3 separate regions of the Mus musculus genome follow, and all the other regions are linked to region 1. The links are chromatin contacts, called in public HiCAR-type maps. All regions are on one chromosome and are shown on one strand. Each heading gives the region's core, a stretch centred on a gene start, on an enhancer-like site or on the middle of the called end of the contact. The rest is flanking DNA. Distances are from core to core; before and after follow the strand shown. Region 1 holds the start of Tmed5 (transmembrane p24 trafficking protein 5). Region 2 holds the start of Chfr (checkpoint with forkhead and ring finger domains). Region 3 holds the start of Pgam5 (phosphoglycerate mutase family member 5).

What was found. HiCAR-type assays count read pairs that join an accessible place to other places.
Region 2: a HiCAR-type map of astrocytes shows a contact between it and region 1, with 4 times the contacts expected there. The contact joins the promoter of Chfr here to the promoter of Tmed5 in region 1. A contact is called at or near these places in 2 of 39 promoter capture datasets (cranial neural crest and hippocampal neurons) and 1 of 115 datasets of contacts at active chromatin or transcription factors (astrocytes).
Region 3: a contact with region 1 is called in a HiCAR-type map of astrocytes, with 5 times the contacts expected there. The contact joins the promoter of Pgam5 here to the promoter of Tmed5 in region 1. A contact is called at or near these places in 2 of 39 promoter capture datasets (hippocampal neurons and pre-B cells), 1 of 115 datasets of contacts at active chromatin or transcription factors (astrocytes) and 1 of 9 other capture datasets (liver).

Annotation. Positions count from the first base shown.
Region 1 is chr5:108,129,884-108,134,039 of GRCm38.p6, reverse strand. Tmed5 (transmembrane p24 trafficking protein 5) reads left to right here and starts at 1,420. Exons shown (of 4, transcript NM_028876.3): 1 at 1,420-1,804; 2 at 3,925-4,022. The coding sequence starts at 1,616. It overlaps Ccdc18 (coiled-coil domain containing 18), which reads right to left and starts at 1,126. Exons shown (of 29, transcript NM_028481.1): 1 at 1,042-1,126.
Region 2 is chr5:110,134,400-110,138,770 of GRCm38.p6, reverse strand. It overlaps Chfr (checkpoint with forkhead and ring finger domains), which reads right to left and starts at 2,941. Exons shown (of 18, transcript NM_001289577.1): 1 at 2,837-2,941; 2 at 2,577-2,720. The coding sequence starts at 2,709.
Region 3 is chr5:110,267,312-110,271,958 of GRCm38.p6, reverse strand. Pgam5 (phosphoglycerate mutase family member 5) reads left to right here and starts at 2,060. Exons shown (of 6, transcript NM_001163538.1): 1 at 2,060-2,307. The coding sequence starts at 2,120.

The sequences.
Region 1 (4,156 bases), core at 171-2,670:
TCTTACAATTTCACTTCTCTCTCATATTCCATTTAATTTTTTTTTCACTGTAGCACCTCTTTCATTGCCTTTCTTAAAATTTGGGTTACAGATATTATTAATTCCCACCTATTATGTTCAAGAGTGTAATGCACTTAGGAAAACTCAATTATTTTGAACGGATAAATGAATAAACTGCCTTCTCCCTCCCTCACTCAGGTAAAAACGGTCCTGGTACATTAATTTCCCACGCAAAATTTCTCAGGAGTAGGGTGGATTGGAAAAAAAAACAAAAACAAAAAAACACCTCGCACCTTATTGGAAAAAGTTGAGGCCTAAAATTAAACGAGATATTTTGTAGATGTAAATGTTTCTACCCTTTTCTACCCTGTTTCTGGTTTTCTTTTTAACAAATTTGCTTCTGCATAAGCTGGAAGACTTCCCCAGTCAGTGGCTCAGGAATCCATGCTACTTCACATCTATGCAACATCTCTAGCTTCGTACAGAATAATGGAGGAGAGAAAAGAAGAAACTTGAGACTAGAAAATGCTGATCAGTACTGTAGGACACCATTTAAGTCAGGCTTTTACGTTCAGCAACTTGTGCATTTTCACGTAAGAATTTTCTAGCCGTTCAGAATTGGATACGTCTGGTATTTAAACATCCTCATTTTCCTACGTTTACCTGTAGTATGTGTACGTAGAAAGGCTTATCATCTTACCTATAGGGCGGCCCTGACAACCGTATCTTCAAGTCTAGTGAAAAATGAGTTCTCACACACGCACACTCATCGAGCGAAGGACAAGCACTTTACACTCTATAAAATCCTGTGACAGGACTTTCCGCTTGAGAAAGAGTACATGGTTTTATACAGTATTTTATTTCAAGAAAGAGGTCCTCCATCTGCCTGTAGGGAGTAGAGCAAAGTCTGGCAGCCTCCTTTCCGATTCTGCCTCAAATAAAAGAAAACGCCTCACAAGCAGGCCAGGCGCAGGTCGACTGTCCCAAGAGAAAACAAACCCCTCGGGAAAGCCCTTTTCCAGCCAGGAGGCGTTTGCTCACCACCCAGATCGCAGGCGGGGTTAGCGTCCCCAGACCACGGCGCACCGCGAGCCTCCTCTGCGCTCGGAAGCCTGGGACACTCTCGCAGCCCACGACATGGAAGCCTCTGACTCTCGATGAGGAGAACCAGCGAACCTCCGAGGCGCCGAGTTCGAACCGCCGCGGCAGCCGTTGGGACCCGCCTCCCGGGCCCCGACCCCGCCCACCACGCGGGGCTCTGCGAACGGGAGCGGGGCGCAGGGCATGCCGGGAAATGAGTCTGGAAGCGCGGATGAGCGGCGTGCCGTGGTCACCTCGGACTACATTTCCCGTCGTTACCCCCGCCAACGTTGATTGGCGTGTGTGAGGGAAGCCGAAACCGACAAGTCTGGTGTGAAGGAAGGATGCGAAACCCAGAAGGCAGCCGAAAGGGGACGCTGGCCCCGCCCTCGCCCGGCCCAGTGGAAGGCAGTGCTTCCACCTTCCAAGAGAGTGAGGCTCGCCGCTGCCTGAAGTTCCCTCAGATCGGGATTTCAAATCGGAGACACCAGTATCCCGCACCTCCCTACACGCGTCCAGGCAGAGATCGACAGGGATGGGCGGCAGGATGTGGCTGCCATTCCCCGTGCTGCTCCTGTCCGCTCTGCCCGCAGCGTTGCTGCGCGGGGCGGCCGGCTTCACACCCTCTTTGGACAGTGATTTTACCTTCACGCTGCCGGCCGGCCGGAAGGAGTGTTTCTACCAGCCCATGCCCCTGAAGGCATCGTTGGAGATCGAATACCAAGTAAGTGCGGAAGTGGGCTAGCCTTCCTTGGGCCGGGCCGCACCACATGGTCGCCTCTCACCTACTTGGAAAAGGTGGGACAGCGACCGAGGTGAATCCGAGGAGGGTCTCCTGGGAAACTGGCCTGCTTGGCGCAGGCGTACTTAAGCGGGGCTCCTGGGAGCCTGGAACTCACAAGTTTGGCCAGTCCTAAAATTGACACCTACCCTCTCTCTTCCCTTTCCTCTGGTCGGAAAGAGGCCAGCACTGGTGACGTCAATGGCGTTACTCTTTGTTTCTTAATTCCCCCAAGCCATTTCAAGCTAGTTTACATACCCTACAGTTCTGAGAAGTTCGCTGTAAGGGGTTGATACACGTTCTTCTTTATTATTGGACGAAGTGATAACACTTGTTTGACTCACTCTCACCACTTTCACCAAATCCCGATATTATAAAATCGGCACGATGTTTTGAATTGTGGCTGGGCAGTGGTGGCACACGCCTCTAACCCCAGCATTCCCGTGGCAGAGGCAAGTGGATCTCTGAACAGTCAAGGCTGCATAGTGAAACCCAGTCTTGGGAGTATTGAATTGTGTCCATGCGAAGATCTCTAAGTCAGATTTTGAAATGTGTTGAAATGGACTGTTGCTGTATTTAGTGGTACATTGTCATCCCGGGTGTACATCCATCACTTTGAAATCAAATAAGATAATAGTGTATGACCTTTCTTCCATTGAACTTTGTCAGCTTTCTTCCCGTGTCATTGTTTTCTTTTTAGTATCAGCAGAATACGCTTATTATTAAATCTTTTTTTAATTCTTATGTAAAACTTTTATATGTGGAGCCTTTGGGATTATTTATAGATGTTTACAGTAATTACAGGAAGTATCTAAAGTCATAATATACAAAAATCTCAGCACAACTAAGGTTACAGCTTAATATTTCTTGATTTCCACTTGTGAACAAAAGTTTAGCATTTACTGAACAATTAATGTATGCAAGGAATTGTTCCAGGAGGAGGAACAAACTGAGAAAAACCTGGTTCTCAGGAGTTTGGGGGTTCATAGGCAGGCTTTGTTTGGGCTTGATGGGTTTGGTAGGCTGTGGTTGGATGGATGGTTGGTTGCTCTGGTTTTTGTGACAAGGTTTCAACTATGTATCCAATGGCATTGAATTCAGTATTTAGCCCAGGCTAGCCTCCGATCTCACAGGAGTCCTTCTCTAAGTCGTGTCCTCCCCCCCCACCCAGGACTGGTATTACAGCATGAACCATCACATCCTACAGGCAATTTGAATAAAGCATGATTTTTGGTTTTCAGAGAATAGGATTGTTGGAGAAAATAAAAATAAATCTGAAAATGAGTTAAGAATGCAAGGAATGAGGCCAGTTTTAGAAAAGGGAAGAATTGACTAGACATTGTGATTGTAGGATGTATAGTTTAAGTGTTCCGAGGCATACTATAAGTACTGGGGTTTTATTAGCTTTGAAGACTGTCAGGTCTTAGGGTAGGAGTAGCAAAGGAAGAAAATAGACCACACATCGAGGCAACGCAGAAGGGACCATAAATGTGTTTTGTGATGAATACCTTTTCCCTTATTTTTTGCAAGGCCATGTAAGATTAAGCAGATAGGTAGGTAGACTGTGAAAGGCAGATTTAAAGGAAGTAAAACTAGGCACAGGGAAACCAGCTATGGGTTTAGTGAAAGAATCTAGGTAAGAAAAGAAATTTTATTCATCAGAACTTTCCTTGCAAGCAAGCATGGTACTGTATGCTGATAATTCTAAATACTCAGGAGGCTAAGAGAGGAAGATGACAAGGTAAGGCTAGCCTGGGCTATGTAATAAGACCCTGTCTCAAAAGTAAGTTGGAGCACAATACAGGATGTCAACCTCTGGCCTCCACGTGCACATCTTTTAAATGGGGATGCATGCCTTTAATCCCAGCACTCCGAAGGAAGCAAAGGCTGGCCAAGCCTGGTTTTCATAGTGAGTTCCAAGACAGCCGGGGCCACATAAAGAGACCCTGTTTCCAATAAATACATTAATAGATAAAATCTTTTTAAAATCTTGACATCACATGGTTTATTTGATAGAACTTTGTATTTTCAAAGTTTGTAATATGTATTTTTCTCTTCTCTAGGTTTTAGATGGAGGAGAATTAGATATTGATTTCCACCTTACCTCTCCAGAGGGCAGAACCTTAGTTTTTGAACAAAGAAAATCAGATGGTGTTCATACGTAAGTTGATTGAGACACTGGGGGTGGGACAGGCAGGCTTGGAATGCAGCAGTTCTTTAACCTTGGACTCCTAAGTGCTAGTATGACAGGTGCATGCCACCATGCCCAGGTATCTCCATTGAGTCTGTTTAGCT
Region 2 (4,371 bases), core at 1,692-4,191, 2.0 Mb before region 1:
TTAGCATGCCTTCCAGGAATGCTTGCATGTCAAGCTACAATGGAAGCTGTATTTCAGGACTGTAAAGGATATGTTGTAGGTCCATAACCTAAGACTTGCTTGTGTAGAGTTAAGTTACTCCATGTGGTGACCACCTGAGAGTCCAGCTCCTCAGTTTGATTCAGTGTCAGCTACTCACCAGTTCTTCTCTGCCACAATCTCATACTGTCTTGTCTTTTTTAAGATCACGTATAGGTCAATGCCCAAGGCGAAATACACGTCACGTCCCTGCCAGTCTGTGCAGATGCTTTGTGATTCTGCAGGCACATCGGCTTTTCTTCAAGGTTTATAACCTACATCTCCAGGTTGTTCACGGTCAGTTAAGTGATACTGGTTTTCAGACTTAGACACAGGGTCTGTTCTGATACATCAAACACCGATTCAGACATCACCAGCAGCTAGATGGGTATTACCCATCTGTGCTCAAATCTAGAGCTGCCAATAAAGGCAGCAAGAATCTTGTTCTAAAGCCCTCCATGGTCTTGCAGTAGTGGTTGATGGGTCACAGAAGGCCTCAAGCCCCTGCTACTATTATTAGCCTTCTGCTCACTCTGGTCTGACAGTCACTGAGTTTCTACATAGTGATCTTTGCATTCCCTGCCAATAGCTCAACAGACCCAGCCAACACGCAGACACAACTTAGGCACCAAAGAAGAAGATGAGTACATGAAAAGGTAAGACACAGACATGGCCCAGCTAGGGAAGGCCCCATGGATGCTGGGTTCACAGGTTCTACCCAGGCCCCTGAAAGAGGAAGTAACTGACAACTAGTGGAAGCTGTAGAAAGTCATGGTGAGGGTATCTGCCAGTGACACTGGCTTGAGGAGACAGAAAAAAGCAGGAGTTAGAAGATTCTGTGCTGTGGTGGCGCACGCCTTTAATCCCAGCACTTGAGAGGCAGAAGCAGGCAGATCTCTATGACTTTGAGGCCAGCATGGTCTACAAAGGAAGTTCCAAGACAGCCAGGGCTGTTATACAGGAAAACCTTGCCTCAAAAAACCAAAAAAGAAAAAAAGTAAGAAAAAAAAAAAAAAAAAGACACTACTTTTCTTCTCCTCTGGCATTCAAAGTCAATTCCATTTAAAATCCCGTAAAACTTTTAGTGTGAAGATCAGAGAACAACCTCCAGGGGTTAGTTTTAGCCTTCCACATAGTATCAGCAAACTAGTGCAGTGACCTTTACATTGTTAGTGAAAGTAATTATTAAAAGCATTTCTATTAGAAAGCAGGTTTTTGTTTTTTGTTTTAACATGCAATGCAGTGTCTTGATATGTGTATTATGGTGAGAGGCTCTCTAATGTATGTGTATGCATGTGCACATGATCATGTTTGCAGAGGCAGACAGGGTCTCTCAATGAGAGCCTAGAGCTCAAGAAGTCTGCAAAAGTAGTCCCAGCAAGCAAACGTGGCTCCTTCTGTCTCTGCCTCCTCACAACTAGGACTAGTCATGTACCACCACACTTAGTTTTTTACATAGGCTCTGGGGATTTGAACTCAGGTCCTCAAGCACTTTACCATCTAAGCTCTCTCCGAGTCCAAAGCTAGGTTACACACAAGCAGTTCATGTAAGATTTTATCAATCCTCCTAGCAAAATAAGGTGGACACAAGTTATAGAAATCTATGTCCTAATCCCAGCACTCGGGAGGCACAGGCAGGTGGATTTCTGAGCTTGAGGCCAGCCTGGTCTACAGAGTGAGTTCCAGGACAGCCAAGGCTATACATAGAAACCCTGCCTCATAACCGCCCCCCCAAAAAAAACAAAAACAAAAACAAACGAAAAAAAGAAATGTATGTCCTTGACCCAAAGCAATCGATGTTGGGATCTGTGTATAACTTTGTTCAAATTCTCAGTTTCCTAAGTTCATTAAATAAATTATTCTATTTCCTGGGACTTTGAGATCTTTTCAAATAGAAACCCTGCCATTATAAGTTGCCCTCAGAGCACTGGTTTAACAGTGTCCTAGTCTTCCAGCATATTCTTTGTTCTCATTTGTCACAAAACATTTTTTCTAAAGTCCCTGTGGTTTATTTTTTTTCACCCGTCAACCTTTTAACAGTGGTGTCAAATTTCTACATACCTTTTTTCAGTTTTCCTTTTGTTAATAATTTCTAATTGCATTTCATTGAGAAAGAGAAGTGTACAGTAATGAGGACAAGATCGTATTTCGAAGGATATATTTACAGATCTATTTCACAAAGTTGTACTGAGAACTGACTGATATCCATCATCAAGCATCCAGAAGAGCAACTGCACAAATAAATAAGCCCATTTTATGGGGGGGGGGGGGGGTTGAAAAACAGTGCACACACACACACCCCCCGAATTCCAGTAGCTTCTGTATCGCCAGCCGGGTACTTTTCCCACTTCAAACCCCCTGTCGGTTTCCCCATCTAAACCCACTCTGACTAGGTCTTCGATCCTGTTCTAGGCCCTCGGTCTCCTCTCAGTTGGGTACCCACTTTAGGTCCCTATGCTTCATCCCTGTCTACCCCTTTAGCCTTTATCCTCGTCCTCACTCCACTCTGGCCACCGCACCTCTCCTCCTTCCGATGGTCCACTCGCGTTTCCAAAGAAGGATCTGGGGTTCGTCCTCCTCTGCGCCTAGACGAAGAAGCCTCCCCCAGGGTTCCTGCGGCGGCGGCGGCTGCTCTTCCCCGTGTAGCTCCATAGGACTCACATCTACAGAGACCCAGAAACGCCGGCTCAGGGACTACTTAAAAAACGCTCAGCACCGCTGCTATAGCCTGGCCGCCGCCTGCCTCCCCAGCCAGGACCCCACCCGCCGGCCAGCTTACCCCACGCCCTGCGCGGATCCCGGAACCGGCCTTACAGTCGCCGCCACCGCTGTCAACAGACATCTCGGGTACCCCAGCTGATCCACGGGAGGCGAGGGGGAGGGGAGCAGAGCGGTACGCCCTGTGATTGGCTGGCGGCCGTGCCCACCGAGAGCGACGGCTAGAGCGGTGCCAGAAAAGGCTATCCGGAGGGGGCGGGGCGGAGCGATCGGAGCCTGCGCAGATGAGAGAATGTGCACCTTGTTGCCATCTTTGATGCTGGCAGGCAGGCGCACTTACCTTCCTGCAAAAGCACGGAAGTAGCTGTGGAGGGCACCATGTTAGATTCGGGCCAAAAAAAAAAAAAGACCGAGTAACTTATAGATCGGAAGGTCCTTAAAACCTCACTTGTAATTCCGAGATAAGGTGCTATTTTCACACGTCAGATTACAAAATGTGAAAGCTTGGTACAGTGGGCCAGCCCTTCGCAAGGAGCATAATTTAAGATGTCAATTAGAATAGAAACAGGTAACTCGTCTCTGAGGGCTGATTTGCGGTATCTTTAAATCCTGTTTCTTAGGATCTTGTGTCATTCCCGAGTTGTATGCTACAAGCATGTTGGTGACCCCCCGGTGAGAGAGAAACACTGGCAAAAACAATGCCCTGGAAGAAAGTCACTGAAGACAGAGAAGCAAAGTCCACACACAGTGGTTCTTGAGCAGCTCGGAGTAATGTCTTTGCTGGTGAACAGCTTCAAAAAAGTATTAAACATCTGTTTGTTTGTTTGTTTGTTTGTTTGTTTGTTTTGTAAAAAGAAAACACATACACAGACACATTTGTAAATATATGTGGAAATGCGTCTTTGCCTATGTCTACAAAGATTTACTCAAATACTTTTGAAAGGATATAAAAGTAGCAGTGGCTGCCTCCGGGAACATGGATTTGTACCGGTCTGAAAATCGCCGAAGAAGACCCCAGACATAGATAATATGCAAAGACAAAGAGCGTTTATTCTGAAGAAACAAGCAGTATGTGGGTCACATTTTTTGAAATGGTGTCCGCAGTCAAGGGTGTGTGGGCCTTCTTATTGGGGGGTGGATATTAGGTAATCTCTAATGTGATTGGCTGGGCCACTGTTCACATTTGGGAACTGAACTGTGACCCTCACCCCCACCCCCCAGTTAAGATTATATAGAGTTTTTAAGCCTAAAATCCACAAACATCTGTGCTAAATTATTCCACCAATCAGGATTTAGGGATAGAGGGTTTACTTAGGAACTTGTCTTTGTTGTATATGTACCCTGCTCCCATTGATCTGGGTACTCAACTTGCAGGGACTTGACTTACCTAACATTCATGTCCTAACTTGTCACAGTACCCATGTACATATTTCTTTCTGCCAAGTAGGATGTCAATTCCCAATAGGCCTTAGGAACTTAAACTTTACTCGGCCACTAGTCAAAATGAAAGTCTTATTCCAAATAATTTCTTATATTGGTGCAGGTGTCTCTCTTATGTTGGGGTTCATCCTAGGGACAGCTTATACCATGAAAGTT
Region 3 (4,647 bases), core at 811-3,310, 2.1 Mb before region 1:
GCCTTTTCCCTTACTTTGCAGTGATAAAGAGGAGTGCAGAAACAGAAGCAGTTTCCTGAGATGAAGCAACACATTTATTTGTTTACAAATTTAATGCTCAAAATAGCCACGTAAGCCAGGCTTGGTGGCAAGGGCCTTTCCCCCATCACTCAGGGGACAGAGGCAGGTGGATCTCTATGAGTTTGAGGCCAGTCTGGTCTATACAGCATGCCCCAAGGCATCCAAGTCTACACAGTATGATGGGACCCCCATCTCAGAGGAAGGAAAAAGAAAAAGAAAGAAAGACACAGAAAAGGACACCTAGTTCCAAGAGGACAGACTGTGGGAGTCCAAATAATTTAAGGTACCTAGAATACAAATCAGGGAGACCTACATCCCTGTGGGACAAAGAGGCAGTAAGGAAGCACTGTTAAAGAAGAACTATTCTGTAGCTGGGCGTGGTGTCGCACACCATTGATCCCAGCACTCGGGAGGCAGAGGCAGGCGGATTTCTGAGTTCAAGGCCAGCCTGGTCTACAAAGTGAGTTCCAGGACAGCCAGGGCTACACAGAGAAACCCTGTCTCAAAAAAACAAAACAAAATAAAATAAAAAAAAAAGAACTATACTGTAATTTTGTTACAGATTTTTGTTACACACACCCTATTGATGCTTCCTGTGAAAGATTAAAGCATCTAACAGGTCCTGCTCTGGTGCCTGGCTGAGGTCCTGTCAGGAAAGCAGCCTCTTAAGGACAACTAGCCACACTGCCCTCCTGGCAGCCAGTTTAGATATTGGGGCTCACTGGGCAGACACCTCTGCAGTCATATGGGCCACCAGAACCTCCGTGGAAGACTTGCTCCAGTCATGATCTGTCCAGACAGCCTCCACCGACACTGAGCAAGACAGCATGGTAGTGAACTCTGATGACCTTGCAATCGTCTCATCCAGGCCAGGGGGAGGCTCTCCCTTGGTGGCTCTGCAGAAAACCTGCGATTGATTCAAACGTGCATGAAGGACTGCCAGGATTGGGGCTAAGACCCTTGCCATAACACCCTTTTCTCTTTATATATAAGCCGACTGAAACTCACGTTTCAGTCAGTGTGAAATACAGCCTCTGTATCCTTTTTTTTTTTGGTATGTCAGGCCTTAGAGGGTTTTTGTAAAAAAAATTTAATTTATTTTTATCAATAGTAGGGTAGGCTGAGCTAGGAACACCAAAAGGCTGAGGCTAGAGAGAATAGAGAGCTGAGGTGAAAGAAGGCTGTGGAAAAAACAGATCCTGTTGCTAAGACTTTTAGGGAGCTGTCTAGCCAAAGGACCGCCTTAGCCATTGTGGAAGGCCAAGGGTTCTGAGAATGTCTGAGGTTAGAGGTTCATTCAGGAGCAGTAATATTACCAAATGCCTGCTGCTGTTCATTGTTGCTCAAAGATGAAAATTATAACAGCTGCCAAGTGCTGGGCCGCTTGGTAGTTAAAGCCCAAGCCTGGAGCTGTAAGTCCGTGGGCCTGCCAGTCTAGTCCCTAGGCCTTGGGTACAATGGCCCTGGAAGAGCAGGTGGACACCTTTCCTACACAGAAGGACCCGGTCAATTGGTCAAAAGCAACTAGAGCGGTAAAACTTGGAGGCGCGATGGTAGGTGCCAGGGACTAGGGGTGGGGAATGGAGGGTTGATAGTTGAATGAAGAAGGTTCTTAGGGAAAAAAATGGAAAGAATTCAGGAGGTGAAAGTTGAGAGTATGCATACACTTAAAGATTACAAATGAAAACATAAAAACTTCAAATTGAAGTGCCAAACTTGAGGTTTTTCAATTCATATAAACCCAGTGCCTGCAGGCAGATTTCTGAGTTCGAGGCCAGCCTGGTCTACAGAGTGAGTTCCAGGACAGCCAGGGCTACACTGAGAAACCCTGTCTCGAAAAACCAAAAAAATAAAATAAAATAAATAAATAAACCCCAGTGCCTGATTTCCACCCACTAAAGGGCAGGCATCTGCGCCTGCTACCCTGCGACCACCGGCAGGTGGCGCCCTGGGCCGCGTTTCCTGATTCGTCGGGGGGGGGGGAAGGGGCGGGACTTCCACCAGCCGGAAGCGGAAGTCTGCTCCTGGCGTCCCGCCGTCAGGTCGCGCGATTTGCGGCATGGCTTTCCGGCAGGCGCTTCAGCTGGCGGCCTGTGGTCTGGCCGGTGGCTCGGCCGCTGTTCTCTTCTCGGCGGTCGCGGTAGGGAAGCCGCGAGGTGGCGGGGATGCAGACACGCGCGCGACCGAGCCGCCGGCCTGGACAGGAGCGCGAGCCGGGCGCGGCGTCTGGGACACCAACTGGGACAGGTGCGGGGACGGGAGGTTTGGGCTCGGCCCTGCTTCCTCACCTCCATCCCGGGATGGCGGAGATCGGTGCTCTGAAGGGAAGGGGACGCTGCGTGCTAGTGGGTCTTGAGTTTGTGTGAATCGGTGGCAGTGCCTGGATGGCGCACCTCCCGAAGGTCTTCGCGCCTGGGCCACCCGTCTCTCTGAGGGACCTCTAACCGCCCGGACCCCATACTCGAAGAGTCCTTGTTCAGAGACAGTGCACCAGGTCTTTGTCCCAGGACCACCATCCTCTGTGGGCCTGAAATTCCAAAGGATTAAGTCTTACTCAGAGTCAGGGTCTTGATAGACAGCCAGGTTTGCCTCACAAATTCTCCTCCTGCAGCTTGGGGAAGATTGGGACTGCAAGCATGCTATCCCTTCAGAGGCCAGAGAACCCGTGCGTGAAGTAGAGCCAAGGGTTGGGTTACCCATGGAAGCCGGGTACAGTGGCATGTATAGCGAGTGGCATGCAGCTTTAATCCCAGCACTGGGAGTCAGAGGCAGGCAGAACTCTGAATTCTGGGCTATATAGAAACACCTTGTCTCAAAAAAAAAAAAAAAAAAAAAAGAAAGAAAGAAAAAAGAAATGACCTGATTTTAAATGTTTCATATTTGCTTGCTGTGTCTGCTTACGTGGATGGATTGGTACAGTGGCCTTGTTAGGTGGGGAAGGATGCATGACAGATGGATCAACAAGTGCCGGAAGGGACTAAAAGGGGCATATCCACTTGGTTTCTTTCTGGTATGCCTTCCTCTCTGACAGTCGTCTCCAAATTTTGTCTGGTCCAGCCCCACACACGGCCCTGTAGCTGCAGCAAGACTTTGGCCTGGTCTGTATATGGGACTAACACCCCAGGTTAGCCTGCTCAGATCATGCTTGAGCCGCCACCACCACCCTTTCCAGACCTTCCTCTTCCACCATTGTGTTAATTTGGGCAGCTCTGACTTGTCCTATTCCTGCCTCCTACATTTAACTGAGTAGCTTCAGTTTCTTCGGCTCCTACGTCCACTCCACTAACTACAGTCCTCAACATTGTGATGGCCACTACCCCAGTGACTGCTCAACACTTAAAGTGTGTTTAGTGTGACTTAGAAAAGAGCTCTATTTTTATTTGATTTAAAATTAATTATAGTAATCCCTCTGTATGGTGGGGGATTGGGTCCATGATCCCTGAACATATCAAACTCTGTGGATGTTCATGATAATGAAGTATTTACAGATAACCTAGGCATCTAGCTTATCCTCCTGTATACTTTAAATCATTCCTAGATTATTTATCACACTCAGTACAATAAAATTGCTACCTAAGTAGTTGTTAAAATATATAGCTTGAGGTTTTAAAAAAAAATCACATACAAAAAGGTCTGTTTAGTTCAGATGCAAACTTTTGAGTATTTTTTGATGCCCGGTTGATTGAATATTGAGTGTGGAATCTTGAGCTACGAAAGACCTAAGTATAGTTAGACTTACTTATTCAACCTGGCCTTTTGTGATCCTTCCGCCTCAGCTTTTCCAGAGTGTGAGGAGTCCAGACTTGTACTGTGAGAAAGCACAGCCAAGGTCCTGTGCCTAGTATTTTTAACTTACGTTAGGGATGTTAGTATATGCTCGCTTGTACTCCTCATACTTGGAAGGCTGAAGTAGAATTGTTGTGACGTCAGCCTGAGCTACACTGAGAGGGCCTGTCTTATCACCAGCAGAAGTAGTAAATGAATGAAACAGCCCCAAGACTATTGGAGTCACACAGACAGTACAGTTCTAGGCTCCGCTGCAGTGCAACTATCCACTCTCACATCTCTTGACACTGCTTGCTTATTTGAGGCATCATTGGGTTTCTCCTTTTTTTTTTTTCCCGTCTCATGTGCACGTGTGTGAGATCACATGTGTGTAGGTCTGTGGGAAAGCCCGGGGTAGTTATGGAAATTGTTTCTCAATCATACTTCTGGATTATTGTTTAAGGCATGGCCTCTCAGTCAAACCGAGAACTTGCAACACAAGTAGTCTGACTAGACAGCTTCTTCTAGGGGTCCCGTCTCCACGTTCTGAGGCTGCAATTATAAGTGGGCCATTATACCTACCCAGTATTTATGTGGCTTCTGGACTCTAGTCTTCCTGCTTGTATAACAAGCACTTTAACCTGTGAGCCATCTCTTCACCCAGCCTGTCTTCACCAGGAACATGAACCTGAGGCTTCATGTTATATGCAGGAATAATATATGTATCAACCAGAGCGAGCCTAGCCTTTTCGGGAAGAGTCTGTGAGGCTAGGCTCTCTGGCCTGGGCTTCTCCCCCAGGCCTTTTCCCAAGCACTGAAAGG